2 separate regions of the Mus musculus genome follow, and region 2 is linked to region 1. A link is a contact called in public promoter capture Hi-C data. All regions are on one chromosome and are shown on one strand. Each heading gives the region's core, a stretch centred on a gene start, on an enhancer-like site or on the middle of the called end of the contact. The rest is flanking DNA. Distances are from core to core; before and after follow the strand shown.

Region 1 (3,034 bases), core at 434-2,933:
GGCCTCCTACACAATGAGTCGCTGGATTAGAAAAGTACCCAGGTCGCGCTGTTTTAGAAGCGGTTTGATTTTGCATTCCCTTCCAGCATAGAGCATGTGCCTCCTAAAGATGCACTGGGTAGAGCCCTGGTCAGCAGATTCTACTGAGGCCCGAAGTGCTGGGACAGCAGTCTGCCTTCCCCTGAGCCTGCTGCCTCCCTCAGACTCCCTACTGACGCTTACCTGGACTAGCCAGTCTCCTGCAGTGAGAACCGATGGACCCCTCAGGGAGGTAAGACAGTTTCTAAGCGAACAAGAACGTGACCATTTTTAAATTTAGACAAGCCACGATTATTCTCCCACAAACACAATCAATACCCTGAATCAGATTGCAAGAAAATGCGCGCGCGCGGGCACACACACACACACACACACACACACACACATTACACACACATTTTGTGAAAATTGGTGGATCTTTTTAAGCATTCTTGATTCCCGGGAGCTTCGAGGGGGTGGGGGAGGGCGTAAAACTAAAGGAAAGCCATGAATGAGCTAACAGATGTCAAGCTAAGTAAACCGATGTTTCAAGCCTGCTCCAGGGTGTTAATGTAGTTATTTGTCTATTTATTTTCCTAAAGCAGATCATGAATGTACACACATAATTTTTTTCAGTCTCAAAAGTTAAGCGAAAGAGTTATTTTCCTCCTCCTGACACGCACAACTTCCCCAAGCGCACCCCCTCCCCCTCTCCAGGATAACTAAGGTTCCTCGTGTCCCCTTCAGGATGCATTCCACCAGCACGCATTACCCTTACTCGGTGCCTACATCGCTGCCAGCCCCAGGGCTTAAAGAGCAAGGTCTGTGGGGCGGCAGGCAAAGAAACTGGAAGCTACTGTTGTTTCTCAAGCACCTGGTTTTTGTTGTTGTTGTTGTTGTTTTGGTTTGGTTTGGTTTTTCTTGGTGCAAGTTGCTCTCGGATGCCATAGGTGGGGGGGGGCGTGGGGAGGCGGGGGCAGGGAGAACCCACCTCCAGCCGCCCCTTGGCAGCTGCTACCTTATCCGAAGGCTCTGCATTTTTATGCCCCAATTTCGAAAGCATGCTGCCTTGCCCCTTCGCTCCCTACTAAGTCTATCGACTCACCTTCAAAGAGGGGGGTTAAAAAGAAAAGAAATCCGAACTGAAGGTTAACTTTGCCAGCCAGGTGACTTCCCCGTTAAAGGTGCAGAGGACGCGGATCGTGTCCTCAGGCAAGTTCGGCCTGGCGGTGAACACGATACCCAAAGACGCCCGTCGCAGCTGGGCCCGTCCGGTGCCCCGCGCCCGGCGTTGCTTTTCCGGAGAGAATGCTCGCGGTAGAAGCCCCGCGCACTCGCCTCCCTACTCCCTGGGGACGCTGGGGCTGCGGCGCCCGCTAGGAGCTCGCGCTCCGGGCGGGTGCCAAACTCCGGTCCAGTCTGGGAGTAGCAAGACCCGGCGATAAGCAGAGTCAATGTCCCCTCCCAGGAGCCCCAGGCCCCCATCCAGGAACTCGGGGCTCCCACAAAGTCCCCGTGTCCCCTAGTCTCCTGGGATCCCAACCCCAGCCCACCGTTCCCGCAAAGGTTGGGGATGGGGAAGGGAGACAGCCACAGGTGGGGGGCTCTCACCTGCTCAAGATCGGGGCTCCCCGCGCCCACTGGGGACGAGGTGCCCGAGCAGGCCATACGGTGGGTACTCGCGCGCTCCGCCTTCCAGGAACTCGGCTCTGCGCTCGAGTCGGCGTCTCCTCAACCCCCGATCCAGGGACTGCACCCCCAGGAGGGAAAGTGGGGGTGAAAGTTGGGCCACGGCTCGGGAACGCGCAGCGCCGCCCCGCGCCTTCTCCTCCCCCTGCCGGGCGCCGCCAGGTGCTGCTCGGTTGGCTTGCGGGGGGCGGGACAGCCAGGTGGAGGCGCGGCGACCCGCCCGGCCCACTGCCGCCCGAGCATGCCCAGTGCTGTCCGCCGCAGGGTCCCCCAGACAACGAGGGCAGAGCTGCCTTAAGAGCTCCTGGGGCGTTGGAAGAAGGTTGGGCGGGGGGTGCGGAGCAACAGCGAGGTACACCCCGCCCCTCCCGGGTGGACTGGCTCCCAACAGCATCCCCACGATGTCCTCCCTAGTGATTGGGCTGGTGTTTGTCTGAACTTAGGAGAGCACTGGGCAGCGGTGTAGCTTTCGCTTATATTGTTCATTTTAGAGCGTAAAATCCACCAGGTACGGTAACTGCAGACACACTCCTCAAAAGAGAGTTCCAGTCTCGGGTCCACGCCGTCTGAGAACCTCTCGTCGCGCTGATGACTCACAACTAGATGCTCAGAGGAGCCCCCCGCCCGCGCGCCCCACGGAGCCAGGAGCTGAGACAGGGGCTGAGCCCTAGTTGGCTAGGAAGCTGAGAGCCGGATCTCAGAGTGTCCTCATTTCTAAGAGGTCAGATGACAAGGGACAGCTGGCTGTCCAGGCCACTGGGAACTCCAGTAGAACTTATCCTGGTGGGTGGGGGTCGGAGCAGAAAAGCATCTATACGAGCCAGGGGTCTCTCAAAGGAAGCACCTTCCCCAGCGTTTGTGCCAATTAGCACGAGGGACACAGCCAGTAATGTATCCCTGCACATCCTGATTCTGTTCTGGCTGTAAAGATAAAAGTTTTCTCTCAACCAATAGCCAGTCTCTCCTCTTTCCTCTCTCCTCTCTCCTCTCTCCTCTCTCCTCTCTCCTCTCTCCTCTCTCCTCTCTCTCTTCCTCCTCCTCTCTCTCCTCCTCCTCCTCTCTCTCCTCCTGCTCCTCTCTCTCTTCCTCCTCCTCCTCCTCTCTCTTCCTCCTCCTCCTCCTCCTCTTCCTCCTCCTCCTCCTCCCCTCCTCCTCCCCCCCCCTCCTCCTCCTCTTCTTCTTTTTTTCCTTTTTATCACACAGAGGCAGGGACCCAAGCACCTGGAGTCTAGGTAGAATGGAAACACTACTTTCATGGTTCTTGTTCATTGTTTATTGTTACTTTTGATTTCTTTTCTCTGCCAAGTGAACTACCCAAGGTCTCTTT
Region 2 (2,891 bases), core at 260-2,759, 150 kb before region 1:
GCTCAAATATTAGTATCTGTTCACAGAGATATCTGCTTACTGCCGGCCAGCTTCCAGACAATGCAACACCATGGGATGCTTGAATCCACACTTCAAAGTGCTTGCCTTTTCTGGCGTAGGACAAGTCAAAACACACCAGGAAGTCCATGTAAAAAGTCATAGGCACACTTGAATGGTGGGTGGCGCATGCCTGTAATCTCAATATGGGGGTAAGTAGTCAGAGGGCAGGCAGAGGCAGGACAACAAGTCTGAAGCCAGTTGTGACTGCACAGCAACCAGTCAGAGCGACACAGTGAGACCCTGTCTCTGTAAAATCAGAGAGCTAGGGACAGATCAGTGGTAGAGTCCTTGTCTGGGTGGCACAGGCTTTGTGTTCAGGCCCCAAGACCTCATGATAAGAACTCTACTCAACGGATACAGGCACATCAGACATCTCATTTCAATGTTTCAAGATGCATTTGGGAGAAGGTTTTTTTCCTTAAGAACACGCTTTTCTAATACTTAGTAAGATCTGCCATTTGCTTGCTATACTATTTTGAGACCCATAATATTCCTACAGAAAGTGCATGTGATGATATTTCAATACCATGACTCAATGTATTTATCACACGAGGCTCTTAAAAAATTTGGGGTGCGCCGGGCAGTGGTGGCGCATGCCTTTAATCCCGGCACTTGGGAGGCAGAGAAAGGTGGATTTCTGAGTTCGAGGCCAGCCTGGTCTACAGAGTGGGTTCCAGGACAGCCAGGGCTACACAGAAAAACCCTGTCTCAAAAACAAAAAACAAAACAAAACAAAACAAAAAAAAAACAAAAACATTTGGGATGCATGAATTTGAAGTGTAAATATAAACAGCGTCCACCTTGGGTTTCTCAACAAGAAACACACTTTTCAGTTGGACAGTTCTCTCATTTGAGAATACAATTTTAATTAAAAAAAATCCTTTAGAAGTAATGAGAAATAGTAAGAGAAAAAATTATAAAGTTTTTGTAACAAATACATGTAAAGCAAGACTCTCCAGAAAAAGACTCCTGTACAGAGTCTATATCGTAATTAAACACACTCTACTAGAATCAAATCCAGAGAATCTCCTGCTTTTGAATACACATAAATTGAAACGTTAAAATATCACTCAAAGAGGGAAGCTACATTGTGTTGTATCTGAAATTGAGACTGTTTTTCAATGGCTGGCCTGAATGAATATATGTGTCTTGTAACACATATCAAAACCAGCAAGGCCTCTCTCTGTGGTGTAACACTCGTTTTTTTCCAGTGGACGATAGAGTCATTTTTTACCTACTGTAGTTTTCATGAGGTAGAGAACCATTAAAAAGGAAAGGAAACAAACACTACCCCAGTCATCAGGTCTAGGATGCTGAGATCTTGGGGACAGCCCTTGGGTCCTAGGAAAAGAGCACAAACCCACAAGCAAATGTGTTTCTAACACTGTCTTCTGTCCATCCGCACCTCTGCATAGCAAGGTAGTTAATAATTACCTATTCGGATGTTAACCTTCTCCCTGTTACAATTAAGCATTCAGTGGCCTGTGATGGAAATTCCCAAGGAAGGTAACTCATCTGGTTTGGACTCCAAAAAGAATACTCCAAAAGGAGGGACTGGTAACTGTCCATCACACTAGGGATGGTTCAGAAAGCTTTTTGGAAAACTGCTAAAAGGCTTGCTCTTCCCCCGTACTAAATACGAAACAACTAACACTAGGGATACCTTAGGAGAACCTAGCACAGGCAGCAAATGTAACTGTTAGCCAGCACACTTGTGCTATCTATCACAAGCTGTTTCCCTCTGGAAGAAGTCTTAAGCCAGATGTGACAAGGCCCGCCATCTATCTCCTAGCCAGATGTCAGCATCTCCTCACTGGACCACTGTTAGTGATATCAGTTCCAAATTGTTCATTGGTTTGTATTGAGGGGTGTCATCTCAGGTCTGGCACTCGTGCACCAGGTACAAAGTCCTCCTCAGGCATTCCGCTGGAGCATGTTGCTTTGTTGTGATGCTCTGGGGTGTACCAGGTACTGTGTGCTAATATTCTGGCAAGGGCTCCTCTCTCCATTCATGCTGCACTAATATCTGGGTGTCCCCCACAGGCTCCCCCTTCTACTCACCTCTCTCTATGATAATCATAAACAGCAGCTTATGATTCTTCTTTCTTTTTTACCTGACAAACTTCCAAAAAAAAAAAAAAAAAGGTAAAATGACTGGAAGAGTGTTAAGATACTAAACCACGAACATAGCAGAAAGCACTCTATAGAAGCCTACTGGAGAAGAAAAGCTTGTCAACTGTCAAGCACCTGAAACTAGAATTATGACACAGCCAGCAATCTCCCATAAAGGATACTTATTTGAGAGAGACGGCAGGCATCTGAACAAGCCCATTCAGCAATGTACACTTCTTCTCTACGTACAACAGCGAGGAAGAAGAAAGGACTCACATAGCATCAATGGATGATTAGGTGGGTGAAATGTAGGTTACTTCTGCAGTAGATACAGTGAAGAGTTACTCACATGAACAAGGAGAAAATAACCAGGACAAAACATCCCAAAGGCAAGAAGCTGAACTCAAGACTGGTTTTATTCACATGACATATCCAGAAAGGGTAACACTATGGAGAAAGGACGCATAGTGCTGGTGGCTAGAGCCTGGGATGAAGGGAACCGGGCTCTGCTGTAGGCAAGTGTCAGGGAAAATGGTAGCCATAACTAGACAGTCATAGCTACACTTTGTGGTTGAAGTGAAGGTACCTAAGTCGATCAGGTTAAAATGGTGAAGACAGTGAATCTTATGCCATTTGTCACAATGAAAAAAGTCAGAATGGATATGAACAACACTCATATCATTCCCAAGGGGATATGATGGCTGACCTTCAGGTCAACT

What was found. Capture Hi-C pulls out chosen DNA fragments and counts their contacts.
Region 2: a contact with region 1 is called in a promoter capture Hi-C map of pancreatic islet. The contact joins two enhancer-like sites. A contact is called at or near these places in 4 of 39 promoter capture datasets (embryonic stem cells, stem cell-derived epiblast-like cells and trophoblast stem cells), 2 of 484 Hi-C or Micro-C datasets (embryonic fibroblasts and reprogramming fibroblasts), 4 of 115 datasets of contacts at active chromatin or transcription factors (all in embryonic stem cells) and 3 of 9 other capture datasets (embryonic stem cells, liver and pancreatic islet).

Annotation. Positions count from the first base shown.
Region 1 is chr10:69,397,725-69,400,758 of GRCm38.p6, reverse strand. No RefSeq gene overlaps it. Among named protein-coding and RNA genes, the nearest start is that of Cdk1, 46 kb to the right of the region's middle. Within about 2 kb of position 1,683, at least 66 of the 459 cell types and tissues checked have an H3K27ac peak or open chromatin away from gene starts, as enhancers often do. A contact at or near this core is called in pancreatic islet, where this site is marked.
Region 2 is chr10:69,548,034-69,550,924 of GRCm38.p6, reverse strand. The region is part of intron 1 of Ank3 (ankyrin 3, epithelial); the gene reads right to left. Gm51806 (a long non-coding RNA gene) reads right to left here. Exons shown (of 2, transcript XR_003949008.1): 2 at 2,163-2,891. The region is part of intron 1 of Gm33464 (a long non-coding RNA gene); the gene reads left to right. Among named protein-coding and RNA genes, the nearest start is that of Gm33464, 14 kb to the left of the region's middle. Within about 2 kb of position 1,509, at least 8 of the 459 cell types and tissues checked have an H3K27ac peak or open chromatin away from gene starts, as enhancers often do. A contact at or near this core is called in pancreatic islet, where this site is marked.